Regions from separate parts of the Hordeum vulgare genome. Here region 2 is linked to region 1. Evidence: chromatin contacts called from public Hi-C data. All regions are on one chromosome and are shown on one strand. The core of a region is the stretch at or near the end of the contact, and the rest is flanking DNA. Distances in the headings are between cores, read along the strand shown.

Region 1 (6,240 bases), core at 3,689-6,188:
TGTGCTACTTAAATAAAAAGATCTTGCAGAATAGCCATGCAAAACTTCAAGCTCCTATTGTCTCACCGCTCATACTTACCTTCCGTTTTCCTAGGTGTATTGTATTCAACTTGTGACAGTGTGGGACTGTTAATGTAGTGCAAATGTTATTGTGTAGTTGTGGTTTAGTTAGCGAGACACATAAGAAAGTGCAACTTCAAATAGCATAGAAAAAACTGAGAAATTTGCCTATTATAGGATGTTGAAGCAGCATGTGTTGAAGTGCATAAATTTGCTGCAGCATTTGTACATTAATAAGTTGTAATATCAGAACTTTATAAGCACTTTTCATGTGTACCTTCTGTACAGCATAAGATAGCATCTGAGATGACCACAACTCCCCATGCCCAACAACGAATTCAGAGAAAGATTCTGTTGCATGTCCAGCTGCAAGTATACACAAAAAGAACCAAGATATTACACATCTAAAAGATTACGACTCTCACATTATTGCCTATTTACTAAAATGGCAGCAGGTAAGTCAACCATTAGTACATTATTAGTAAGATGAAAGATGGAAATAACAGAATACCAGTCATTGGTTAAGGACGAAAAAGTTGTAACCGATGAAGTAAAAAATGATGTAAAACAAGATTCTATGTCTTTCTGAAATGAAATTAAACTAGATGAAAATTAAAATGATCATGCTAATCAGCACGTGTCTACTTTAGCTGACAGTAAACCACATGTAAAGGCTGTCCCCCAACTACTTTCTGTCCATACATCAAGTGACTAGAAGCACGTGTATGGAAAGGGTAGTGGGGAGTAGGGGAAGCCAAGGACAAATTGTGACCACTCAAACAAATACATAACAAAGAAAATATAAACTTTTACATGAAATAAATTCAAATAAGACAATGGTGCTTCCGATGCAAATTTAAAGCATGAAAAACTCAGGATCTGGCAGACATCAACAATCTCCCCATAACAGCAGTAGCAAACTAGCAATAAAAGAAGTAATCCAACAATCAGAGAAAGAGCATACTTCCAGGGACGCTATACAAAAAACATTTTTTTGAGGGACCTAACAATCAATCAAGACTAGCCACTCCAAAACAAAATACCATGAAATATGAGGAATTAATATCTCAAACCTATATAAATAGCACGGAGCATTGCTCTCAGGTTACTGATGTCCGAATGCAACTGGGACAAAAATCTTGCAAGATTTTCTCCATCAAGAAGATCTTTCGCTGCAGCCATATGCTTCTCAAAAACTTTATCCAATTCTTCTGTGTAAGAATCATCCCTTGACTGAGCCTTATGCACGAGACTGTACATCATGTCAGTAACTTTGGACATTGCAGAGACAATTATCAGCTTCCTCTCGGAAGAGTCACCAAGAACTACATCAGCAACATTCTGAATTCTCTGAGGTGTTCCCATGCAAGTGCCACCGAACTTGTGCACAGACCACATATCACCTTTTGGAAGATAAGTACTGACTTCAACTTGTTCAACTGAAACGGCTGCTGCAGTAAACAGCAAATCTTAGATGGTTACAACATACATGTCCTGTTGATAGAAAGGTTTAAACTGTATGTACACCTAAAATATAACACCAACCAGAGCATATGAAATTGAAACCTAAGATGAAAACAGAAACAGAAGAACCGCAAAAGCAAAGTCAAAAAGCGCTAAGTGTAAACCCCCTAGTCTTGCCTCTTCATAGCGCCTATGTTGCCTCAATGTAGCCGATCCCAAGACAGGGTAAAGGAGGAGAGTGGTGATAGGCTTGGCTAGCCAATGTCAAAACTTAGCCACTCTTATGGATCACCCTGGGCGTTTGGGTACCCGAACCCGCTACCCGAACCCGAACCGACCCGAATTACCCGAATTGTCGGGTAATTCGGGTATCGGGTAAGGGTTCGGTTCTCATTTCTTGACTATTCGGTTTTCGGGTTAGGGTTCGGGTTCTAGTGTGGAAAACCCGAAATATCCATACTACCCAAATTATTCATACTGTCCAAAATTTTCATGCTATTATTACACTAACTTGTTACCCATACTAACTAAAATACTCATATTATCAAAAATACCCATACTATCCGAGTTATTCATATCAAAAGTCGATGCATGCTCAGAATATTTTGGGTATTTTGGGTACCCGAACCAAAATTTTGGGTAATTTGGGTTCGGGTAATTTTTTGACAGAAATAATTTTGGTTTTCATTTTTGAATACCCGAATTACCCATAAACCGAACTACCCGAACCGAAATAACCAAAATACCCGAATGCCCAGGCTGACTTATGGAGATGCCTCTTCATAGCACCTATCTCACATAAGTGCACACCTAGCACGATTAAGCACTAGGCGTTCTGCTGTCGCCTAGGGCCTATGCATGCTTAAGCGCACGCCTAGGCATGTTTTTTTAATGATGGACAAAAGTAGATGTCCCCAAGACTTAGGAGGTGCTAATGAGAGCCTCCTATTTGGACCCAATGTTACAAATTGGTCCTCCTTGATATATTAATCTTGTTCTGCCCTGGATACCCCAAAATAAGTTGATGCTACAAGATTGAAGCTTTCCCTTGTAACGGTGTTATTAAAATGGACAGTACCAAACCTGTCCATGGGCCTGTGGCCAGGCTGGGTTTGAAAATGGGGGCATGAACTGAGCCTACGGACCAGTCAGCAACTAAATTCATATTATATACTGCTCCTTTTTTTTTCATTAGAATGGCACAAACTAATATTTTTATTGAATAAAAGTAGAGTAAAGTAGACAACGCTACTTGCTTGGACTTTGATCTCAGGTCAGTTTGGGCTCAGCCCGTAACCAAGCCTTTGACCAGGTCTGGATATATCAAAATGCAGACCAAATTATAGTGTTTAAGAAATAGTGTTGGTGGATAGAGTTGAAGATTTAAAATATTTTTTGATACATCAAGTTGGTTAACGATTTTTTATTGCAAAGGGTATGGTAGTGCTAATTTAGAGTTCTTGAACAATAAAAACAATGGCCTGATGGAAGGCAAATTACCAGCAGCTGGTGTGAGCAGATTCTTAGAACCATGTCTTGGCAAATTTCCTCCTAACCTGAACAAGATAGTGAAACAAATAAGGGATACTAGCTGAAATTTGGTGAGGCATAACTGACATCAAATTAGAACTAGTGAAGAAGCACAATATCTATATGGTAAAACTTTATGCAGATATAGCACAAGAGTTCGGAAGTTAATTACTCCGGAAAGGTTGAGAATATTTTCTAGGGACAATGTAGTCGGCGACTTTGAGAAGATAAGAAATGGAAGGTTGAGCATGCAACTGGTGCTTGAAATACCAGGTGGAGCAATTAAATGGTCAAATGACAGCAGCATCATTATTCGTTCAAAATTTGGGTATTGGGTAAATATAAGCCAGATCATTTCTAGTTGAAAGGAAATTAATTAAGTCAGAACAACATTCACTGCACAAAACACTACCTTAGAGCTCCCAAAGGTCGGTCCTGATTTATCTCACACTTCAAACATTGTGAAATTACTTCCCTGAAGATTTATCAAGCAGCTTAACGTCAGTGTAACATGAGATGGACTGAAAGAGCGGCAGTGAAAACTTCCAAATAAAACAAATAGTGATAGGGGTGCAGAATGTCAGATCTAAGAAGATACAACATGGTAACAAAAATCTACATTAACTAACTTATCTCCACTGGAAGTTCACAATCATGTTGTCGATGCAGAATGCATCAGTAGTAATCCATTTGTTTTATAACTTTAGTAGACTGGTATATGGGGCACAAGTTTCAAACTGTGACTGTGAAGATGAAAACGGTATGAAATGGGCATTTCTTGATCCATAGCTCGATGTTCATTACTTCGAATTCTGTTGGAAAACTCCAAGCAAATGAACTATCCATTTCATGCTTCCGGACCTTGCTTAAAAGATACAAACATCCTGACCAGGTCAAGACCACCTCCTAACGACTATCATTACACCATGTGTAAGAGTATGAGTATACATGGGTTGTTGTGTTCATACTAGTACGATGCCCACAAATCACATCTTAGATTGACTTGACTATTGATATACCCTTATTCAACAAGTTCCATTAGCAAATCATTACCCCCGACATTCAGAAATATGTGAAATTTTAAACATGGGCGCATTACCAACATAAACCTTTGACTGTTCCTTTTTATATTTGTATTTTTTTCTTTTACTTTTTATATTTGTATGTTAGTAAACAATTATTCTAAATATGTACTATGAAAATATTTTTCCTGGCAAAACTAATAATGCTATTTTCACCCAACCAATATAGGTTATAATAATTTTTCGTATATTGGTGGTCAGTGACTCGGTGTTAAAACAGTTTTGACTGCAGGCGTTAAAGGAAGCCATGCACTTGCCCAAAACAGAGGAAGTAATATCTTTGACAAGCTTAGATGCTGTCCATTTCTGTTCAATAAAATCAAGCAAGTCTATCCACGCCGTAGATAGCACAGATTCCTGATGTCTGCGCCTCATCAGAGCATCGTCATACTACCAAACACGTAAGCCCCGTTTACTAGGCAATCTAAACAATATCCCCCCAATGAAACCCAGGAAAATCGCGCCCACGGTCAATACATTATCAGCGTATAAGATCGCCGCCAGCACTCGACGTGGTCGAATCGGGGAGCGCCGTCGGAGCTAGTCGTGCCGCAGAAGGACCCTATCGACGCTAGCGGCCAAGGAAATGATGAGAGGTCACGAACCTGCCGGAGGCGGACGGCCGGAGCCTCCGTCGATGGGCGGCGGCTGTCGGGACGGGGCTCGCGACGGCGAGGCTCCGCATCTCGCGGCGGGGCGAGGCGGCGCGGAAGGCGGGGAGGAGAGGGGGCTCGGAGTGGCGAGGGAGGAGGCTACAACGGGGAAAGGCTAGACGCCAAAAACCCTGCTTTAACCCCCCGCGCGCAAGCCGCCGCTATCACGTTGTCGAAGCAAATATAATATTCACTGATCTTTTTGTTTTTTTTAGAAAATTCACGATTTATTTTTCTTTCTTAGTGTTCGCCCACCGGGCATGAAATACCGTCGCTTGGGGGCAAACCGGCACTAAAATCGGTTTGAAGGGGCTCGGGTTCCCACACGCCCCCAAGGTCCAAAATTTTCATGCTATTATTACACTAACTTGTTACCCATACTAACTAAAATACTCATATTATCAAAAATACCCATACTATCCGAGTTATTCATATCAAAAGTCGATGCATGCTCAGAATATTTTGGGTATTTTGGGTACCCGAACCAAAATTTTGGGTAATTTGGGTTCGGGTAATTTTTTGACAGAAATAATTTTGGTTTTCATTTTTGAATACCCGAATTACCCATAAACCGAACTACCCGAACCGAAATAACCAAAATACCCGAATGCCCAGGCTGACTTATGGAGATGCCTCTTCATAGCACCTATCTCACATAAGTGCACACCTAGCACGATTAAGCACTAGGCGTTCTGCTGTCGCCTAGGGCCTATGCATGCTTAAGCGCACGCCTAGGCATGTTTTTGGATCAAATTCGAAGAAATTGACTCGATTTTGAATGAAACTTAGGCGATTTCATTTAAATTTGTACAAATTAAAAAAGTACATAAAAACATTAAAAAAACTATGTCGCCGCCGTCGCCATCATGCGTGTTGTCCTTGCTACAGCCTTATGTGGATCATCGCTGCGGACGGGGGCGATTTGCGCCGGCGCCTCCTCGTCGCTGTCGTCGAGGATGATGACGCCACCCTCTTCGTGACTGCGACGTCGTGCGGCGATCTTCTCAAAAGCGCGGCGCTGACACTCCATCTCCTCCCGAACGTAGTCGTTGCACGACCACTTCAGGCCGATGTCAAGGTCGGCGGCCATCTCAACATGCTCGTGCTTGATGACCACCGGCGACGGCGTCATCTCCTTTTCCTTCTTCGGCCTGATCAGGCGAAGGTGGCCACAGGGAGGCGAAGGTTGGCGGCGGCCCTAGTTTATAACGAGGTTGCCACCATGGCCGCGGCGGCGCTCTGACGTCTCTTGGGGCTCGGCCTTCACGGTGGCGAGCTGCGGCGACGTGCCGAAGGAGCGGGAGGAGGACCCCGTCATTCGCCTCAGCAACCACGAGCTCCTGCTGCGACGCGAGAACGATGGCGCCGGGTACTTCAACAGCGGCTCGTTGCTGCCCTTGATGTGCTCGAGGACGGCGTGGAGCGTGCGCTCGGGGACGCCTCACCACCGA
Region 2 (6,192 bases), core at 1,148-3,647, 35 kb after region 1:
CCCAACCCAGATCTAGGCCCTGTGGGCCTCATTTGGGTCTTAGCAGGCCGCCCCCCTGGCGTGGCTTCGATGACTTCTGCGTGGTGAGGAGGAGGAGGAGCTCGGACGAGTGGCGGCGACGCCAATGGCGTGCCTGTTGCAGCGCGATGGCGGGTGCTTTACGGGCTTCAGAGGGTCCGGCTAGGCGTGTGGGCACACGGGCGTGGTATGCTCTCGCTATTGCGTCTGATCGGCTACCGTCATTGACGGTGGAGGTTGAGCCCTCCCACGTGCTGACGATGCTGCTGCTCCTAGTCCCGACTCTTATTCGTCGCCGTGAAGGATTCACCTCACGGTGCCATGGCGAGACGACGTGGGGGCTTCAAGACCGTGTTGGTGCAGGGTGGTGGTCGGTTTGGTGGCAAGCTCCGAAGCGCCCTAGGTGCAGGTTGGGATCGGGGGAAACCCGTGCCGGCTTGGCCGACACCGACACTGTGGCGCGTGCGGGTGCTGCTGGACCTTCCTGAAGGGCGTCGGGGGCTACCCTTTCTCTCGCTTCGTCAAGTACCGGGGGAAACCCTTGGCAGCAACGTCGTCATCGTCGCGGTCCTTCTTGAAGGTGTTGATTGATACCGACGCTTCAGGGTATTGGAGCTTGGTGGGAGATCCCCGAGGGGCGCAGTGGTTGCGAGGCTTCTTCGTTTTTATCGATGCGTCGTTGTCGGCGTTTGTTTCTTTTGTATTTTTTCTTTCGTTCCTTTTGGACGTGACTCTGCTACTTTCGCCCTAACACCTATCATTGGTTGTATTGGTTGGTTGTTTTATAATACAAAATGGAGAAAATCCTTTTTCGGAGCATCAGAAAAAATTCTACCATTGTCTCATCTTACACAATGTTAAAGATTTCAGTTGGAAAACGGAGTCTCAAATGGAAGACCAGCATCACTTTCTGTCCTCTGCGATAGAGCCTCTTGGATTATTTTTGGCGGCTTTCGTGCTTGAATTTATCCGGATAAATTCCCATTCGATGATTTCTTTTAAAATCAAAATTGAGCAATCATTTTCTTCATCCCAAAATAAGTATAAATTTAGTACATCTTTATACTAAATCAGCGATGTTTATTTTGAAACGGAGTGAGTATTTATTTTTAAGAGAACCAAAACTCCGTAATTCTATATATTTTTCTCTCCCTCTTTTTGGGTGGTTCGTGATTAACTCCGACGCCAAGTTTAAGACTTAAACTTGAGTGGTCTAGTTTCACCACAAAAAACATAATCTACGTTCAATTCGTTGTGCGATAGAGCTCTTGGATTATCTTCGCTATATTGCTTTTGTGCTCTAATTTATCGGATAAATTCCATTCCATGCATGACATTGCCTTTCCTTTTAAAGGCAAAATCGAGCCAAGGAAGTATTTATTTTCAAGAGGATCAAAACTAAGCAATTCTATTACTCCCTCCCTTCCTAAATATAAGACTTTGTAGAGATTTCACTATAGATTACATACGTAGCAAAATAAGTAAATCTATACTTTAAAATATGTTTATATACATCCGTATGTAGTCTATAGTGCAATCTCTACAAGGTCTTATATTTAGGAACGGAAGGAATATTATTTTTCCTCCCTCTCTTTTTGGGTGGTTGGTGATTGTTGGGCGATTTCGCCTCACCCCGTCTCATCCTTCTTTCCATCGTGATCGTGAGTGCTCCAAAAAAGACAGTGTGATGGTGGTGGCCGCCGTGGTCGTTTCTGCTCGGGGAAGAAACAGAGGCGGCCTCTGGTGGCCGCGGAACGCCCATTGGCTTTCTGGTCGCCCAGGCAGTTCTTGCGATAGAGCCAAGAGCTCGTGGCCATGCTATCTAGGCTAGGAGATACTTTTGCTGCAGTGCAGCCATGTGCCGGGGATCCGATCAATCCAAAGATCCAACGCAAACAGCACCAAAGACAATCAGCGCAACAACTTTCAAAAAAAATCAAAAAAATCAAAAAAATCAGCGCAAGGCAGATGCCAATCGCCTTGCCTTTACTTTATTATCATTTGACAGTCACTTCACATGCCTGTATTTTCTTTTCTACTGCATGTAGGCGTGCGTGTCGCTGCAAGCGTGGTTTTACCTTCGCTAATTGCGGAGCTAGGCTAGCTGCGCGGCGACAGTTTGGGTCACTCTAAAACTCACTGGTCACTGACTAGTACGTAAATTTACGCAGTGCTGCCTCTTCAGCAGAAGGAGGAGGCATGCTCGTGTCCTGCCCGATTATGTGTGTGTGGTTTGTGTTCTGAATGGTAAGGCTATCATGGGGCCTACAGAGTATATCTTGGTGGCTCGAGATTATTGTGTTCCAAGAGCAACGCCTCCTGGTTCAAGCGAGTGGCTGCGTCACTGCACCAACAGTCACTCGCGGCGCTAGAATTGGGACAAGCCCCCAGCCGCCCCGGCCCACATTCGAGCACTGTAGCACTATAGCTATGGTTGGGACATCTTCAAGGCAAACCGACAGCCACCCGCAACTGTTCGGACTGCCGAAAATCATCCAATACGATTTTATATAGGTCTGCAGGACGTTTGGACATAATTTCTCTCGTAAATTGGAGATAAATATGAGTAGTGTTTGCACGAGTTCGAACACGAGAAACGTCGCTATCCGACAACCCGGTCCATCCAATCCCCTTTTCCGGTCCCATTTCCTTGCACTCCGCCCCTTCTATCCCCTTGTTTTCTACCCTTCACCTCCGTCGCCGTTGCTCCTTGTACGTCTCCGGTAGTCAGAGATGTATTATCGGACGCCCGCAACCAACACCGACACGTCCGCCGCCGTCTATGACAGAGCTTTCCATCCTAGAGCCGTTTGTACCTAGGTACACTCCGTCCCCTTGTCGACAACCTTCATGGCGGCCACCATGTCGGGAGGTGTTCGATCAAATGCCATTGAGCTAACGCTATGTCATTTTTTAGTGTTCGGAGGATGGTGAGCTACTCAACCATGGAGGATGAGTTGTTGTGCGATGCGTGGCTGGCCGCATCTGTGGGAACCCCGACTTACGCGTCGAGATCGTCGAATGCACGTGTACAATGATCTTATATATCAATGCTCACTGAACACACAAATACTGAATAATAAGAGCTTACATATGAAATTAACGTCTGATACAATAAAGGACCGTCGCGGTCAAGTCTTACATAGATATGGCCAAGAAGGCCAATCACACCAACACAACTACTAGCGGAATACATGGTAGTAAACGGGAACCCATGCCATCAGCCTTAACCAACAGGCATTCTGAGTGGGAAGCGTCCTAGTTCGTGTGTCCGTCTCCGACGATGAATTCTTCTCCATACTCTGGTTCCTCCATGTTTTGTCAATAAAATAACCAGTGACAAACCAATGAGTACATTAAATGTACTCGCAAAAAGCCCAGGATATGGATAATGCAGTTGGTACGATAATAAAGTAATATGCAGCCTTTGCGGAAAGCGAATTTTAATTAAAAATGAGAATGGCCAATTACTTGTATGGATATGCATCATAAGCTAGATGGTAATCATGATAACGGTATATCACAAACTCCTTGTTGATATATGGAGTGGCCAGTACCGGGGCGGTGGTCTTTAGCTCGTGGAAGCTTTCTTCTCACTCCGACGTCCATTCAAACTTTTTGCCCTTCTTCAAGAGCTGAGTCATTGGTCGGGCGATGCGGGAGAACCCTTCCACGAACTCGCGGTAGTACCCCGGGAGTCCGAGGAAGCTTCTAACTTCCTGCACTTTTATTGGCGACTCCCAATTGGTTACCTTAGTAATCTTGGCGGGATCGACTGCCAATCCATCTGCCATCATGGTATGACCCAAGAATCCACCTTCGTGCAGCCAAAATTCGCACTTGCTAAACTTGGCATAAAGTTGGTGCTCTCGAAGTTTTTCCAATACCAGCCTCACGTGTTTCTCATGCTCTTCTTCGTACTTGGAGAGGATTAATATGTCATCGATGAAGACGACAACAAACTTGTTCGGGTATTTCATGAAGACTTTGTTCATGAGGTACATGAACTATGTTGGGGCATTGGTCAACCCAAACGACATGACCGTGCACTCGTATAGACGTACCGGGCCACGAATGTCGTCTTAGGTATGTCCTCAGGCCGAATCTTCAGTTGGTAGTACCCAGATCTAAGATCGATCTTGGAGAATACCTTGGCACCATTTAACTGGTCGAATAGGTCTTCAATCTTGGGGAGTGGGTACTGTACTTGTTCTTTATCGTGACTTCATTGAGGGAACGGTAATCGAAGTAGAGCTTGATAGTCCCGTCCTTCTTGGACACGAATAGAACAGGTGATCCCCAAGGTGAGGCACTTGGACGGGTGAATCCCTTCCTGAGCTGCTCGGCCAACTGCTTCTTCAACTCTGTCAGCTCCTCGGATCCCATCCTATAGGGCTTCTTATAGATAGGCCTTGACCCGGGCATGAGCTCAATGATGAACTCGATGTCTCGGTTAGGAGGCATCCCGGGCAGCTCCTCGGGAAAGACGTCCGGGTATTCACATACCACTGGTACTCGGTCCAACTCTTTTTCCGAAAGGCAATTAACCTGAGGGACTTGAGTGGAGGTAGGCTCAGGGACGTATTTGACTTTGACCCCTTGGTCATTTGTCATGGTAACAATCCTCTTAGCGCAGTCCAGTATGCTTTGGTGTTTGGACAACCAGTCAATACCAAGGATCAGGTCCAAGCCTTGCAACTTAAGGATGATGAGATCTGCTACGAAGTCTATCCCGTTAATGCTGATCCCAACACCTCTACATCCTAGGTTGGTCCATAACACTGTGAAAGGACGTGGATGTCGCCTAGAGGGGGGTGAATAGGCGCTTTAAAAATAATTATGGTTTAGGCTTGAACAAATGCGGAATAAAACTAACGTTTAATATGTCAAGCACAAAACCTAAAACAACTAGGCTCATCTATGTGCACCAACGACTTATGCTAAGCAAGATAAACAACTAAGTGATAGCAAGATATATGAGAAAAAACAATATGGCTATCACAAAGTAAAGTGCATAAGTAAAGGGTTCGGGTAAGAGATAACCGAGGCACGCGGAGACGATGATGTATCCCGAAGTTCACACCCTTGCGGATGCTAATCTCCGTTGGAGCCGTGTGGAGGAACAATGCTCCCCAAGATGCCACTAAGGCCACCGTAATCTCCTCACGCCCTCGCACAATGCAAGATGTCGTGATTCCACTAAGGGACCCTTGAGGGCGGTCACCGAACCCGTACAAATGGCAAACCTTGGGGGCGGTCACCGGTACCCGTACAAATTGCTCGGGGCAATCTCCACAACCTAATTAGAGACCCCGACGCTTGACCGGAGCTTTACACCACAATGATTGAGCTCCGAGACACCACCAAGCTTCTAGGACGCCAAAGCATCCACGAAGAACAATATCTAGGGTACTAAGTATCAAAGGTAATAAGCTTCTAAAACTTCACTTCCACTTATCACCGTGGAGAACTCAAACCGATGCAACTAATGCAATGGAAAGAACACACGAAGTGGACAAGTCTCTCACACTCAAATCCCTCCACAACAACAAAAGCTATGGAGAAATATAAGAGGAAGAACAAGGAGCTCACAAAGAACTCCAAGATCTAGATCCAAGGGGTTCCCCTCACATAGAGGAGAAAGTGATTGGTGGAGATGTGGATCTAGATCTCCTATCTCTTCTCCCTCAAGAACAAGTAAGAATAATTGGAGGGATTGAGAGTAAGCAAGCTCTAAGAAGGTCAACAATGGGGGTAGAATATGAGCTCGACGGATGGATGAAGCCAAGGGGGAAGAAGACCCCCTTTATATAGTGGGGGAAGGAATGAGACCGTTACCCCCACTTACAGCCCGAGCCCAGCGGTACTACCGCTGACCCTCGAGCAGTACTACCGTTGAGCCCATGGTATCGCAAAGATACTACCGGGCCAACCACCGCCAAGAAAGTCTTCGCAAAAAGTCCGACGTAGTACAACCGCAAGGATGACGGTACTAAAGTCCTGGAACGGTACTACCGCTGACCAGGGGCGGTACTACCGCCAGCTCGAGCGGTACTACCACTAGGGCCAGCGGTACTACCGCTAGGGCCAGCGGTACTACAGCTCGCCACTGAAACAGCCATAACTTTCGCATACGAGCTCCGAATCAAGCAAACCCAAGCTTGTTGGATTCAG

What was found. Hi-C and Micro-C count contacts between places; a contact is called where the count stands out from the background.
Region 2: a contact with region 1 is called in a Hi-C map of seedling, with 2.2 times the contacts expected there. The contact joins the enhancer-like site here to the promoter of LOC123399801 in region 1. A contact is called at or near these places in 2 of 6 Hi-C or Micro-C datasets (leaf and seedling).

Annotation. Positions count from the first base shown.
Region 1 is chr5H:378,740,028-378,746,267 of MorexV3_pseudomolecules_assembly, forward strand. It overlaps LOC123399801 (bifunctional aspartokinase/homoserine dehydrogenase 2, chloroplastic), which reads right to left and starts at 4,939. Exons shown (of 19, transcript XM_045094183.1): 1 at 4,742-4,939; 2 at 3,467-3,529; 3 at 3,025-3,080; 4 at 1,134-1,508; 5 at 338-426. The coding sequence starts at 4,821.
Region 2 is chr5H:378,777,919-378,784,110 of MorexV3_pseudomolecules_assembly, forward strand. No RefSeq gene overlaps it. Among protein-coding and RNA genes, the nearest start is that of LOC123399801, 36 kb to the left of the region's middle. Within about 2 kb of position 2,398, at least 3 of the 3 cell types and tissues checked have open chromatin away from gene starts, as enhancers often do. A contact at or near this core is called in leaf and seedling, where this site is marked.